Linked DNA regions of Mus musculus: all the other regions are linked to region 5. A link is a contact called in public HiChIP or PLAC-seq data. All regions are on one chromosome and are shown on one strand. Each heading gives the region's core, a stretch centred on a gene start, on an enhancer-like site or on the middle of the called end of the contact. The rest is flanking DNA. Distances are from core to core; before and after follow the strand shown. Region 1 has its middle 29 kb from the start of Tns3. Region 2 holds the start of Tns3 (tensin 3). Region 3 overlaps Tns3 (tensin 3). Region 4 overlaps Tns3 (tensin 3). Region 5 has its middle 22 kb from the start of Gm36772.

Evidence for each region. HiChIP or PLAC-seq counts read pairs in DNA pulled down with a chosen protein or histone mark.
Region 1: a contact with region 5 is called in a FOXA1 HiChIP or PLAC-seq map of pancreatic cancer cells. The contact joins two enhancer-like sites. A contact is called at or near these places in 5 of 484 Hi-C or Micro-C datasets (the HPC-7 cell line, liver, macrophages and 2 more) and 3 of 115 datasets of contacts at active chromatin or transcription factors (embryonic stem cells, pancreatic cancer cells and trophoblast stem cells).
Region 2: a FOXA1 HiChIP or PLAC-seq map of pancreatic cancer cells shows a contact between it and region 5. The contact joins the promoter of Tns3 here to the enhancer-like site in region 5. A contact is called at or near these places in 8 of 39 promoter capture datasets (the 3T3-L1 cell line, the C10 cell line, the HPC-7 cell line and 5 more), 8 of 484 Hi-C or Micro-C datasets (3T3-L1-derived adipocytes, the C2C12 cell line, bone marrow-derived macrophages and 5 more), 12 of 115 datasets of contacts at active chromatin or transcription factors (the SCID.adh cell line, VIP interneurons, bone marrow-derived macrophages and 7 more) and 2 of 9 other capture datasets (embryonic stem cells and macrophages).
Region 3: an H3K27ac HiChIP or PLAC-seq map of extraembryonic endoderm stem cells shows a contact between it and region 5. The contact joins two enhancer-like sites. A contact is called at or near these places in 7 of 115 datasets of contacts at active chromatin or transcription factors (bone marrow-derived macrophages, embryonic stem cells, extraembryonic endoderm stem cells and 2 more) and 1 of 9 other capture datasets (embryonic stem cells).
Region 4: a contact with region 5 is called in a FOXA1 HiChIP or PLAC-seq map of pancreatic cancer cells. The contact joins two enhancer-like sites. A contact is called at or near these places in 2 of 484 Hi-C or Micro-C datasets (muscle stem cells and nephron progenitors), 7 of 115 datasets of contacts at active chromatin or transcription factors (acute myeloid leukemia, bone marrow-derived macrophages, embryonic stem cells and 2 more) and 2 of 9 other capture datasets (adipose tissue and liver).

The regions. Positions count from the first base shown.
Region 1 is chr11:8,692,001-8,694,753 of GRCm38.p6, forward strand. No RefSeq gene overlaps it. Among named protein-coding and RNA genes, the nearest start is that of Tns3, 29 kb to the left of the region's middle. Within about 2 kb of position 1,366, at least 137 of the 459 cell types and tissues checked have an H3K27ac peak or open chromatin away from gene starts, as enhancers often do. A contact at or near this core is called in myocytes, pancreatic cancer cells and trophoblast stem cells, where this site is marked.
Region 2 is chr11:8,663,165-8,665,864 of GRCm38.p6, forward strand. Tns3 (tensin 3) reads right to left here and starts at 1,371. Exons shown (of 31, transcript NM_001083587.1): 1 at 1,315-1,371.
Region 3 is chr11:8,633,677-8,636,376 of GRCm38.p6, forward strand. All of the region lies in intron 1 of Tns3 (tensin 3), which reads right to left. Among named protein-coding and RNA genes, the nearest start is that of Tns3, 30 kb to the right of the region's middle. Within about 2 kb of position 1,260, at least 78 of the 459 cell types and tissues checked have an H3K27ac peak or open chromatin away from gene starts, as enhancers often do. A contact at or near this core is called in extraembryonic endoderm stem cells and pancreatic cancer cells, where this site is marked.
Region 4 is chr11:8,588,330-8,591,029 of GRCm38.p6, forward strand. The region is part of intron 3 of Tns3 (tensin 3); the gene reads right to left. Among named protein-coding and RNA genes, the nearest start is that of Tns3, 75 kb to the right of the region's middle. Within about 2 kb of position 1,287, at least 159 of the 459 cell types and tissues checked have an H3K27ac peak or open chromatin away from gene starts, as enhancers often do. A contact at or near this core is called in muscle stem cells and pancreatic cancer cells, where this site is marked.
Region 5 is chr11:8,820,202-8,822,901 of GRCm38.p6, forward strand. No RefSeq gene overlaps it. Among named protein-coding and RNA genes, the nearest start is that of Gm36772, 22 kb to the left of the region's middle. Within about 2 kb of position 1,425, at least 44 of the 459 cell types and tissues checked have an H3K27ac peak or open chromatin away from gene starts, as enhancers often do. A contact at or near this core is called in the C2C12 cell line, extraembryonic endoderm stem cells, muscle stem cells and 3 more, where this site is marked.

The DNA.
Region 1 (2,753 bases), core at 116-2,615, 130 kb before region 5:
CGCCTGATTTGGGGATCGGGACACTGTGGTCATGAGTTCTCCATGTGGTAGCCATTGAGCCTCGAGACTGCCTGCCCAGTATCATCCCTCATCTTAGCTGTGCCAAATGCCAAAGAGCTTTTGAAATGTCACAGTGGAAATTAGAAACAAAGACGAGGCAGACACCTAAGCCCAGTGAAGCATGTTTACTTTCATGACCTTATAAGCAGGACTCTTTGCAAACCTTCCTCTGTTTTTTTATTTTATTTTATTACATGCATTTATTTTGTGCGTATGTGTTTATGGGTGTGCACATGTACCACTGTGTGTGTTAGAGGTCCCGGGACAATCTGTGGATGTTGGCTCTCTCCATCATGTGAGTTCTGGGGACTAAACTGTGGTTCTCAGGCTTGGCAGAAAGCCGAGTCATCTTGCCAGCTCATAGCCAAAGATCTTTATGTTTATCAGAAGAATAGACTGGGCACCTTAATGTATGGCAAGATGTTTGCCTTACATAAAACCGAGACGTCCGAGCTGGTGGGAAAGGAAGACAGGTGAGTGAGCTGATAGAGCCAGAGCTGTCAGTCACAGGGTCAGGACTGGCTCTGGAGTCTCTGTTCATGCAGCTGGGAAGTATGTGGTCACAAGTACCCAGAAGGACAGCCAGAAAAATGAGTGACACGGTATATAAGGCAGAACGTGGAATCTGGCACAGTACCAACACTACTTTCTCTTGACACGTGCATCTGTTTGTTGAGTGTGAACTTGTGTCTATGTGTGTGCACAGTGTGCATTTAAACAAGCCTGTGAGTGCGGGCTTTTGCAAATGGAGGTGGGCACGCTGTAGAGTGTGCATTCTTGCGAGCGAGGGTGCGTGAATGGCAGTGTGTGTGTGCTTCTGCTCCTTTTGAGTCCTGCCCAAAAGACTGGCTCGGGCCTGATTTGTTTTGCCATTTGCCATCCTTTCTCTCCTCCCCCATCTCCAGACAGAAGCTCACTCTTAGTATAGCTCAAGAATCAGCCCCACCCCTGCATGTAACCTGATCCCCCCGTGGAATGCACAACAGAGCTTCAAAACCCTGGAACAGGGCTAATCCTCTTTATTTGGCAGCATCTCTGAAAAAAAAAATAAAATAAAGTAAACCAGTGGGGGCGAGGCAGGAAAGTTGGAGGTCCCGCTTCTGCTGTCTGTCCACACAAAGCCCGCTGGGCCTTGGGCTGCTTGCAAAGGAAAGACATTGTCTTGTGGATTACAAGACATAAAGTGGAAGGCTCTTCTGTAATTATGCCTGAAGAGTTTAGTCGCCAGTGTTTGAAGCCAGGAAGCAGTCCTGTTGCTGATCAACTATATGTTTACTGAGCCTGTACTGTGAGTCAGGCCCCTGCTGGGCGGGATCCAGGGGTGCAGAAGGGAAAACGCTGCTGTGATAGACCAGAGCCTTCCCTGCTGCAGACATCAGCCCCCAAGGCAAAGGCTGCCAAGAGAGCTGCCCCAGCCCAGTGCTAGTATAAAGCATGGTTAGGTTTAAAGAAAGGCCATAAAGGTCATGACCATCCTGCCTTTAGAAATGCATTCGCATGGACTTACATAGGAACTCACTCCTGGGCAGATGACACGGATTTATTTATCTTATAACCCTGGACCTTTGTAGAGCCCTGGATACAAGGTCAGTCACCCTGGTCCTAACGCTCGCCCAGGTCTGTATTACTGAGGGAGAGGCTTTATCGTGAGCCCTGCTGGGATCCCAGTCCCGCCTTTGAGTATTTGCTTGCTTTATTTATTTGTTTAAGACACAGAGCCTTTCTGTGTGACCCAGGCTAGCCTTGAACTTGCTATGCTGGCCTAGCACTTCTGGCCCTCCTGCTTCTCAGGATCTCACTGTGTACCACTTGCCCGACTTGTTGTCATTCATTTGTCCTCCTTCCTTTTGATTTTCCTCCTTATGTATGCATGTTTTTCTTTATTAAAACGGTGGTACTGAAGGTAATACTCAGCAAAGGTGTTACACATCTCACAAAATACCTGGTTAACAGCATATGTGTGCATTTCAGCATTGCGGGACAGGCTTTTCCTAGGGAGACACTACACAAGGATCTATTCCCCCCAGATAGGGAGACCACAACAGGCCAAAGAAGAGATATCACCAAAGTCCAACTCGATGAGCCCATGGGTTTTATTAGGGTTACTTACAGGAGTCTGGGTAGAGAAGAGTAGGCTGGTTCCAGGAACTGGGCAATTCTAGGCAAGTCCAGCTTCAGAAGCTGCCCTGCCACCTGGCCTGAATCAAGGACAATGGGTTACCAGCAGTTTCCAGATCTTCCCAGAAAGTTCCACCACACCCAGGTAACGGAATGTCTGTAGAAATGGACCCAACATATTACCATAGAGGTCACCTACCCTAGAATCCCCTAATGTGCTTTAAATCAGGCCTGCGAGCTCACTTGGCTGTTTCTCTATCTTGGTAATGGGAGACCCCGGCACGCTGGACTAATGCAGAATAAAACACTCTTTGAGTTTACATCCTATTTGAGTCGGGGTGTCATTCTTCATGGTATCACAGACCCTTACAGGATGAGAAGATACAAACAGGAGCAGAAATGACTCAAAGCTCACCCTAGTATGGGTGACAGCTCACCAAAGCTGGAACCATGGAGAACACTGCCTGTAGGCAGCTCAAGAAGTTGGAGCTGTCCCTTCCATGTGACTCAGTACATCTAGACTTCTTGCAGGCAGCTTAGCTGGTTCCTTTAAGGCAGCTGATCTGGTCTCAGAG
Region 2 (2,700 bases), core at 121-2,620, 160 kb before region 5:
CACACACACGCACACACACACACACACACACACACTCCAAGTCCTGGCCTAGCCTCCTACAGCTTCCAGCTGCAGCCATCCCCGCCCCCTTCCTGGTCCTCAGCACAGAAAAGCCTTTCTTAATACTTGTTGATTGATTTGCAAATATAACCTCATAGGCCCCAAAGAGGGAAGCAACAAAATCACAAAGACAGTCAAAAATCTCTTTTAACAGGCAAAAAACTAAAAGCACTTTTAAAAAGTATTCATATGAACAGACCAAAGCCTCAAGGAAATACATCAATATGTCAAAAGGGTTAGCTCTGATGGGGTACACATTATTACTATAGTAGCTCCTGTATTCTTGGTTTGGGGTGTCGTTTTGAAGCTCTATACAGTGGAGCAGAAGGCACAACTCAAGAAACAAAATTTGGAGTGGGCTGTGACAAAGCCGAGGGCGTTCCAATCAGTTGTGGTCACCCTAGATAGTGCGGTCTGCTGGCCCCAAGCCCTGGAGGGAACTTTTTGTGTTCAGTCACGCTAGAGAGTCGGGATCACCTGCTGGCACCGGCCAGAATGCCAGTTGGGGAAGGAAGGGGTTCGGGGTCTCTTTTTGCGGCATAGACTCTCAAATCGATCCAAGCAAACGTCCCCAGGGGCAGAACACAGAACTACACAGAAACCCCGGGGCCCAGGACCCTCCCTCCTACTTGTCAGCTACAGTGCCCGCGTGCCAGGAGACACGTGCCACAGGTGGCCCCCAGGCCTGTGCCTGCACTCGTACTCCTCCGAATAGTGGGAAAAGGCGGGATGAGACCCCTGGCTCCCAAGCAACCGAAAGGAAAGGAAAAGAGGCACACAGCTCACTTGCCTGGAAAAGGCGGGAGTAAAGTCCTGAGAAGTCTCATTGCAGCCCCAAGCGGCTCCTCCGTCTTCTCTTCCCTAACTGTCTCAGGGAGCAAAGTCCGCAGGGCCGGGGCGGCGATAGTGTGGTTCCGCCCCCGCCCTCCTAGCTAGGCGCCGGGCGCCGCGACCAGGACCCTGCCGGCCCCGGAGCTCCGGCCCGCGTCGGCCCGAGGACCTGGCTGAGCCCCAGACTCCCGATCGCCGCAGACCCCCTGGTCGTCCTCAGTCCTGGATCCCAAGCGCCCTTCCCGGGTGCCCCCGCGCCTTGTCCCTACACCCTCAACTGTCTCCGCGCCCAGGTTTGGTGTCTGCTCGGCTGCAACCCAGTTCCAAGACCCCGAACGCCCAGGCTCTGGAACCTGAGCGGGGGCCCCAAACAAAGAGTGTGGCGGCGTGTGGCTGCCCCTGCCCTGCTCCCGACCCTGGTACCTGGGCGAACCCGCAGCGCGGTCCGGCGGGGCGATGGCCGAAGCGAAGCTGGGCTCCGAGCTGCTCGCGGGCGGGCCCGTCCTCCTGGCTGGCCGCCCGCGCCCGCGGCAGGGCCCCCTCGAGGCGGCTCCGGCAATCGCTACGGACCGCCCGCGCACCGGAGCCCTGCCGGTCACCTGGTCTCATCTTCCTAACAATGTCCTGCGTTTCCAGGTGCTGGACACCCGCCCCCCGCACTCACCCCCTCGGGTTCCTGACCCAAGGGATGAGCTCTTTAAAATACCCTCCCACTTCGCTGGCCTCCCTAAATACCTCGGGGGCCCCAGTATTCTATAGGCTCAACAGTTCCATGTCTACGTAAGTGCACCTGGGGAGGGAGGTTCGAGTCCCATTCCTGCAAAACCAGTTTATTGTTTCATCCAGTGTGTCTAAGTGCTGTTTCTGCCAGGAGGAAGTCCTACAATACCCTCCAGTGACTTATTATCCCGTGGGGCTCTACGTGTATCAAGCAGCAGTCTCTAAGACAGCCCAGGATGCTCCAACAGCCCCTTCAACATCCAGAATTCACCAGGCAGGAGGAGATGATGGTGCTGGGTAGAAGTCCCTTGACTTCTTAAAGTGAACCTAGCAGGAGAGAATACGGTTGAGGCTGGCAGGAACACAGGAGAAAGAAGATCTCCTGAACAGCCTTTCTCAGATGAGGACAGAGCAAGATTTCTTAAGAGATCCCCAAGATTCGGATAGCTGGGCCTCTGTGTCCATTTTCTCATTGCGATCTCCAGGGAATGATGGCATGCCATTGCATGGTCTTTCAAACACGTCTGCATAAATGAGATGGAATTTCCATCAGTTTCTAGTGGACACCAGCAGCCCTTAATATCTCTGATTCCACTCCGGGAAAACACTCCAGGTAGCTTTAAAAGAGGGTAGAAATTGTATCTATCTGCTCGGTGCAGCCACTGTCTGAGGTTACCAAAACCTGTTCAATTCTTGCCATATTGTGCCTTCAAGAAAAAGCCAGGCTTGCCAGGAATGGTGGAGAAGCTGAGCTAGGAAAGTAATATCTGGTGGATCTGTTTACAGCGCAGCCTTCACAAACACTGAGGTGAGGCCCTGGATCCTAGGCCAGGCTAGAGGCCGGGCCACACCCTGTTTCCTCTCCCCCAGGTTTGGGAAGGCTATGCCTATCTCTGAGAAATGGAGACATTGGGAGAAGGAGATGTTGCCTGAGGCAAAAGCTTCCCCAGGCCCTGAGCCCCAGGCCCTAAGGAATGAAACAAGCATTTCCCTAGCCTCTGGGAGTCCCACGGGTCATGGGTGAGGAACAGGATGCTTGTAAAGGAGCCTTTAGAGGGGATAGGGAGGAGGTCACAGTCATTCTGCTAG
Region 3 (2,700 bases), core at 10-2,509, 190 kb before region 5:
AAGAATCTGGGGGCTGGAGAAATGGCTCAGCGGTTGAGAGTATTGACTGCTCTTCTGAAGGTCCTGAGTTCAAATCCCAGCAACCACATGGTGGCTCACAACCATCCATAATGAGATCTCATGCCCTCTTCTAGTGTGTCTAAAAACAGCTACAGTGTAATTACATATAATAATAAATAAATCTTTAAAAAAAGAAAAGAAAAGAAAAGAAAAAAGAGTCTGAGAGAAGTAGAGAAGTGAGAGTGGAGAGGTGATCAGCACCATCCTGGCAGGGGTGGGGGCAGGGTGGGGGCTGGGGGTGGGGGTGGGGTGTTCTGGGATTGACCAATGGGTACAAAGTTTTAGATGCCAACAAGTTCTGGGGTTTTATTGCACAGAATTCCAGAGTTGAGAATAGCATATCATATGTTGCAAGGTAGAAGATTTCAATGCTCTCACCACAAAAAATAATAAGCATCTAAGATGATGACATGCTAATAGCCCTACTGTTATCAGGATGCAATGCACATTCATTAAAAACCCCACGCTAGAGCTGAGAGACACACACCACTGTGTTCTATGCATATGTACAATTTCTATGTTCAAACTAACCAGTGAAAGTTAGAAATCAAACCTAACTTAAAGAAAACCTGTGCAGTTTCGCCAGGCCGTCTGCTAAGGAGAACCTACCGAAGCCTGATTTACATCCAGGTCCTGGAGGGCACAGCCAGCAGTTCCTCCAACATGGAGACACTCTTGGCTGTTCCTAGAGTCCACAGGGAGACCCCTGGATTACCCCTGGTCCTTTCAGGCCTCCTCGGCTCTTCCAGACCAGAAACAACCCAACTTCCCCTGTTGGGGCCAGCACACAACAACAAAACCATATATAGACCCTGAGCAGGGAAGACAGCACATCATCAGAGGGGCCTCCCAGGGCCAAGACAGGCCATAGTGACCCTCAGACACCCCTGAAGGGAGTGGACAGAAACATCCTAAACTGAACCAACTCTCCCTCAATCATTTATAGCACAAACCCTGGGGCCAGCTCCCAGATGCAGTATGTCTTCAAAATCCCCCATGGGGCTCACAGCTACAGCTGAGATGACACACTAGGAGCAACGGACTTGGGAACAAGAAGCCCAGAGCCTGGGACATTCCCCCAGCAGGCATGCCTAAAGGGAAGTGGGCAACACACAATGGCCGCAAAGACCAGGATGCCTTGGTAGACTCCAGCCAGTCCAGCAGTGCAACCACCGGTTTATTATTAACTTCACTGAGTCACGGTTTCTTCATTGGTTACTGCTGAGCGATCTCAAAGACTTCTACTGAATGTTAATCAGACACTCCAGGAGGGGTTATGTTCCCGGCTGCCAACTCCCCCACCCCTCCCCAAGCCCCACCCCCAGTTCTGTTTTCATCAACACAACAAGTTTTAGCTACTTATTATCAAAGTCTTCCGAAGGTGAGACTACTGCTCAGGTGGCTGTGAGTCAGCATTTTCAGGGAGTCCAGACTCACAGCAGTAACATCCCCCTAACCCCACCATGGAAATGGCCTTGAGGTTCAGCCCCCAAGTGTTCATGAGTCTGGCAGAGCACTGATACAGGAGGCCAACACATAACTACCACACAAGGGGCACCCCAGCCTCCCACCTCCTACCCCTACACAGCTACTCAGCAAAGGCAGGAGAGCAGGACAAAGAGCTCTCAACTTACCAAAGAGTTTGAGTAGTTGCTTGTCATTTTAAAACATCACTGGAAGCTGGGCGTGGTGGCGCACGCCTTTAATCCCAGCACTTGGGAGGCAGAGGCAGGTGAAATTCTGAGTTCGAGGACAGCCTGGTCTACAGAGTGAGTTCCAGGACCATGCAGAGAAACCCTGTCTCACAAAAACAACAACAACAAAAAAAATTCACTGGAGGAAAAAATATGTATAACACAGGACTGGCAATCTTCCTAATCATCCTTTATTTAAAAAAAAAAAAAAAAGAAGAAGAAGAAGAAGGGGGAGGAGGAAGAAGAGGGGGAGGAAGAGAAGAAGAGGAGGAAGAAGAGGAAGAAGAAGTTGAAGTTTATAGCCATCACTGTCCTCACATTGGGCGGAGATGGCACTGGCTTGGTCAGTATCCCTTTACTGCTATATCTACGTCTCAGCTCAGGGCACACCAGCCTGCAGGAACGGGGTGGGTGTTCTCACTGTGTCCCTCAGACCGCATCCCATGAGTCTCACACAAATGGCATTAGAAAAGGAGTGTGTAAATCAACAGAGACAGCCACTAGGTTTAAGGTGACTGTCACTGGAGGCCACACCCCTGGGTTACACCCAGGGTTGGGTCTTTGGAATGCAAGGCCTCCTATCAGCTGCCCTTTGAATTTCTGATTAGCTGCTTAGGGACCATTTCTCCATTCATGCATTCCAGAGCTTACTGGACAGTGGAAGGGGCAGAGACTCCTTAAACCTAAAGTGACTAAAGGGACTTTCCTCCAGAAAAAGAAAAGAGAGAAAGCCATGTGGAAGAATGCCCAGAGGATAGGGAGAGGGAGTTTGGAGCAGAGAACCCAAGGAAGAACTAAGGGACTCAGGTACCCAGCACTCCAAAATGACAGGGGCTAGGCATCTGCAGGGGACCTCGGAGGCAACATCCCCAGTGAATGGCGCATCAGACATGAGGAATAAAGAACAAGCCTGCATCTGTCCAAAATGTGGAGGGCACAGGGAGTC
Region 4 (2,700 bases), core at 37-2,536, 230 kb before region 5:
GTAAATAAATAAGAAGTAATGACAGCGCAATGGTTAAGAGCACACACTGCACTCAGAGAGGAAGAATCTGAGTTCAGTTTCAGCAGCCATCTTCCAGTTACTGCCTCTTACTTTAGCTCCACAGGATCCAACACTCTCTTCTGGCCTCTGCTGGCACCTGCACTCACATGTGCATACACACAGACATGTACAAGGACTCATAGTGAAAGATAAAACACGTCACTTAAAAATTAAAATAAGGGCTAGGCGTAGTGGTACATGCCTTTAATCCCAGCACTCGGCAGGTGGATTTCTGAGTTCGAGGCCAGCCTGGTCTACAGAGTGAGTTTCAGGACAGCCGAGGGCTACACAGAGAAACCCTGTCTCGAAAAAAAAAAAAAATTAAAGTAAGGGCTGGAGAGATGGCTCAGAGGTTAAAAGCACTGACTGCTTGCTCTTCCAGAGGTCCTGAGTTCAATTCCCAGCAACCACATAGTGGCTTGCAACCATCTGTAATGGAATGCAATGTCCTCTGCTGGTGTGTCTGAAGTCAGCTACAGTCTGAAGATGAGCTCTCATGAAGATGTACTCACATACCTAAAGTAAGTAAATACATCTTAAAAAAAAAATTAAAGTAAAAGTTACCATAATTTTTATATCTGACTAGTTAAATCTTTATTTCATATATTCTGCAAAGAGTCCCCACCTCACACCATGTGACATTAACCTAGCATCCAACACTTATCATCCACCAGTGTCCTCACAACGCTGTCCAGGCCACCTCTGTAGGACATCACACTCACAAGCCACCTCTGCTCCACCTCATCAGTACTCCAGGCCTAAGATGTCCCCAGTAAAGGACCCCACAGAGGGGTTAGAGAGGGAGCAGAGGGCTGGCCTAGCAGGTGGGGGTTCTGGGTTCAAAGTTCAGCACGGCTGAACTGAAACAAACAATAAACATGCCCTTCACTTCTCCTCTCCTGACCCCATTCAAGGCCTTCAAGATCAGAGCCTCCAAAGGATCCACCAGCTAAGCACGGGACCCTTCAGATTCAAAGGAGGGCAATCTACAGTAAGACTGGAATTGCAGATTTTTACCCTACATTCTACATTCCATTCATTCGGATCTTCCAGCCTTCCTTAAGGCTCAGCAAGTATTTATTGTCCCTAAGATCCGGTAAGCAGGGAGATGCTTAGTAACAGGAAGACTAAAACCTGTAATCCTCCAATGTCCTCCCCTGCTCACCCACCCACTTGTTCAGCAAGTCTTGGGGAATTCTCCGGTGGTGAGTCAAAAGTCTGGAAACACACAAAAATGAATTCAGTCGGCTGCCCCTGGGAGGTGGAAATAAGGAAGCTCTGGGCTCTTTCTGTGTTCAGGGGACCGTGGGGGTGGCCACTTCCTGAATCCTTGCCCAAAATTAACAGCTTTACAGAAGTGGCAGAGCCTTGTCAACAGAAGCTTGGTTTCGCAAGTTAAAATGCGGAGAGGACTGGTGTGTGCAGTCAGTTCAGCCCTGCTTCTAAAAGAGGTGTGTGTGTGTGTGTGTGTGTCTGTCTGTCTGTCTGTCTGTCTGTCTGTTGTCCCTGTGTAGGTGGGGTTGTTTCTCTTCCAAACTCTTACTCTAGAAGTGGCTGAAGAAGAATTCAGTGGCAGCAGGACAGAAGAATTCAGCGGCAGCAGGACATAAACCTCTACATGGAATACACCCCATCTAGAGGAAGGTCACCCTAGAGACCACCACGAACTGGCCCCGAGCACATACAGTCATGACCAACCACCAGCTGGCTGTCCAGAGGCACACCTGGCAACAGCACAGGGTCGTGTTGGGGGGGAGGGGGTGGCTGGGAAGCAAAGTGAAGTATCTGAAAGTCTTATAAGGATGAAGACACAGGGGCTGGAGAGATGGCTCAGTGGTTAAGAGCACTGACAGCTCTTCCTGAAGGTCCTGAGTTCAAATCCCAGCAACCACATGGTGGCTCACAACCATCCTTAATGACATCTGACGCCCTCTTCTGCTGTGTCTGAAGACAGCTACAGTGTACTTACATATAAAAATAAATAATAAATAAATCTTTTTTTAAAAATCTGCTTTGCTTGAAAAAAAAAAGGATGAAGACACACAGAGATAACCTAAGGACAAGCCTATAAAGATACCACCAAGGTCCCCTGCCCAGGCAGGACAGAGAAGTACTGTTAGGGTAGGAGAAGGTGCTCAGAATACCTCTCCCCACCTAAACTTCGGCTCTGGAAGACAATACTGGGAAGATACTAGAAGAGCCCTGAGTGGACCAGAGATTCTCAAGACTTTCAGAACTTCTCTGACATGTGCGACATGTGCTTCCTTGGTAGGTTCCACCGTTTCTCAAATATGTACAAATAACAGCCCAGGGGGCCTCTCCGTTGGGTGTTCCTCTGCCTGTGCCCAGCCTGAGGGGCTAGAGGTAAAGGAAAGAGTGGGTAGATAGACTCCCTCACTTGTAAAGACCGTAAGTAGGGGGCTGGAGAGATGGCTCGGTGGTTAAGAGAACCGACTGCTCTTCCAGAAGTCCTGAATCCAAATCTCAGCACCCACATGGTGGCTCACAACCATCTGTAATGGGATCTGATGCCCTCTTCTGGTGTGTCTGAAGATGGCTGCAGTGTGCTTACATATAATAAATAAATCTTTTTTAAAAAGACCACAAGTGGAATCTGGAAAGAGAAGAAACAAGAGGTGT
Region 5 (2,700 bases), core at 175-2,674:
GAGAATCCTCAGTGTGGGAGGGCCACTGTGGGAAGAGAAGCTGTTTCCCAAGTGGCAGCAGAAACCAGGAGAAAATGATGCCAGAGACAATTCAGCAGTCAATTTCAGACCCCAGGGGCCAAGTGTAGTCTGCCTCCTTCACAGGTTCTTCAGCAGGCTGGTCCTCAGCTAAGTGAGTAGCCGGGAGCTCTGATGATGTAGGACCAAACCTGGAGGTCTCGCCACCACATATGTCCTTTGCTCTGCTCCACAGCCATGTGGGGTCACTGGCCTGTGCCACTAAGCTTGGTGTGATCATTACATTTTAATAAACTGCTTCCAGATAAAAATGGACGATAACAGACGTCACATTTACCTGCCTACCCAAACTGGAAAACAAACAAACAAAAACCAAACCAAACCAAACCAAAACCCACAGAAGACTAAAGAATAGGACAGTTGGGATGGCAGGTCCAGACCATGTTTGTTCTGATTTTTGCTGACTGTAGTAAGCAGCATTTAAAAGTCTGTTTATTTTTCACTCATTGTTAAGTTAGCATACTAATGGATGGGTTTCATTGTGTCCTGCTCACACATATGCATGGTTGTACTTTGTTCCTGTTGCCTCTCCTGCTATCTTCTCCCATCTCCCCTGTCCCACTCTCCTCTAGCTTCCTTCTCCATAGTCTCTGTTTTTTGAGACAGGGTTTCTCTGTAGCCCTGGCTGTCCTGGAACTCACTCTGAAGACCAGGCTGGTCTTGAACTCAGAAATCCACCTGCTTCTGCCTCCCAAGTGTTGGTATTAAAGGCATGTGCCAACACCGCCTGGCTCTCTTTTCCACTTTTAAGTTCCACTGTTCTTCATCTGTTGGTCTCCTCTCTCCATCTTCTCTCTGGTGTTTTAGGTTTTCCTCACACTTATCTGTTGATATGCACATACACATACACAATAGGCTAGGATCGTCACATCGTGTACTTTGTATTTCAAGTTTGGGTCATCTTGTTTAATACTGTACTTTCTAGATCCATCCATTTGAAGATTCCCTAAGTGTTGCTCACTCTGCTGAAGAAATGCTACCTTCCCATGCTCTACAGCACTAAAAGGGAGATGGTGGCTCTACAAGTTGATTCACTTTAGGCTTACGGCTGTCAAAATCCAGTGATATCTCAGCTAAAGGGATTGGCATTTGGCCACTGAGACTGAGGTCCCGCTCTTAATAATCTGAATATAGCTTCCCACAAGCTGCACCTCTGAGCGTTCCATGTTCTATCTGTGTCATAGGCTGTGTCACAACCCGGGGCTGTGGCAGGCTGAACTCAGCTGTCTCCATCCTTCAGGATAGCTCTCTTTTCCAAACTAGGATCTCTCTCAGGCTTAAGCTTCTCGGATGCCCCCCTGAGTCATAGAAAGACAGAGCCATGCTTCTCATTGCTGCTGACTCATTAGCCTGAGGAATCATTGTCTCACGGAAGCCTGCAGCTGCATCTGGGGCTTGTGAAGGCTCTGGCTTATTCTTATCTTTTGGGTGGGGCTGGTGCTTCCCCACCTCTGCCCAGTAGCCACACCATTGGAGCTATGTCTGGTTTGTTCAACTAGTGCTTGTCACTAGTTGGTGTCTGTTGTCACCTCTGTGGATTCCAAAGCTATTAGTCTTTTTCTTTTTGGAATGGCCAATTCTTAGAATTGACTCTTCCCTTTAACCAGGTCACAGGGAAGAAACGTATGCTCCACTAGCTTACATGGAAGGCCTCTGGTTTTTGTTTTCCAAATACTTTTGTTTTGAATTTTTATTTCCCTTCTTATATTTACCTGACTTGTTTAACTTTTCATTTTTAGGCAATGTTTTCCCTGCCTTCTCCTCAACCTCTCCTTTCCCTTCTTCCTTTAAAATCTCTTGGTCTTTCCTCTTCCTCTTCATGGTCTTCCTTTTCTATTTGGATTTTCTTTTGCATAACTTTAATTTTTCTTTCCCTTTCCCTTCATTTCACTCATATCTCTACCTTCATCCTTCATAGTTTTTAGTTTATCATCTCTCCATTGCCTTGTCCAGTTCATGTTCTTGGTCAACAGTGGGATGTGATGTAGTCTCACTCTGCCCTCCCGCCCTCAGGCTTTCATCTTCATTCCTACTTGAGTAGGAGGGTATTTGTGTATCTTGTTTGACTTGCTGGTGTTGCTTATGGTGTTGTTCCTTTCTCCTCTTGAATGGCACTGCTGAGAATTGGGCCTATTAAAGGGCAGCTCCATAAGACCCCAGGCAGAACTGGCAGATGGAGTGAAACCAACAGATGAGCTAATTACAACACAGAAACATATAACCGCACAAAAGCAAGGCAAGACGAGACCTTCAGCACACCGAAATTCCTCAGCTACTGAGCTCAGTAGTGCAGTGATAGAGCGTTAAATGATCAATTAAATACTAAAATATGATTGATGCCATTGATGAGATATAAACAGGCAGATGAATGGAGTAAGGAAATCAATTTAGGACAGAAAAGGAAGTCAGAAATGCAGGGGAGAAAGTTAGAAGGATGTGTAAGAGAGTCAGTAAGGAAATGGAATCCAAATAGAAATACATTTCCATGAATTAAAGACAAACAAACAGGACCAAAATGGCTTCTACAACAGACCAGTCCAGCTAAAGGAAGTGAGGAAGGAGGCAAGAAGGGAATGTGACATCGAACATCAGTGAAGAAAAGAGTTGAACTATAATATCTAT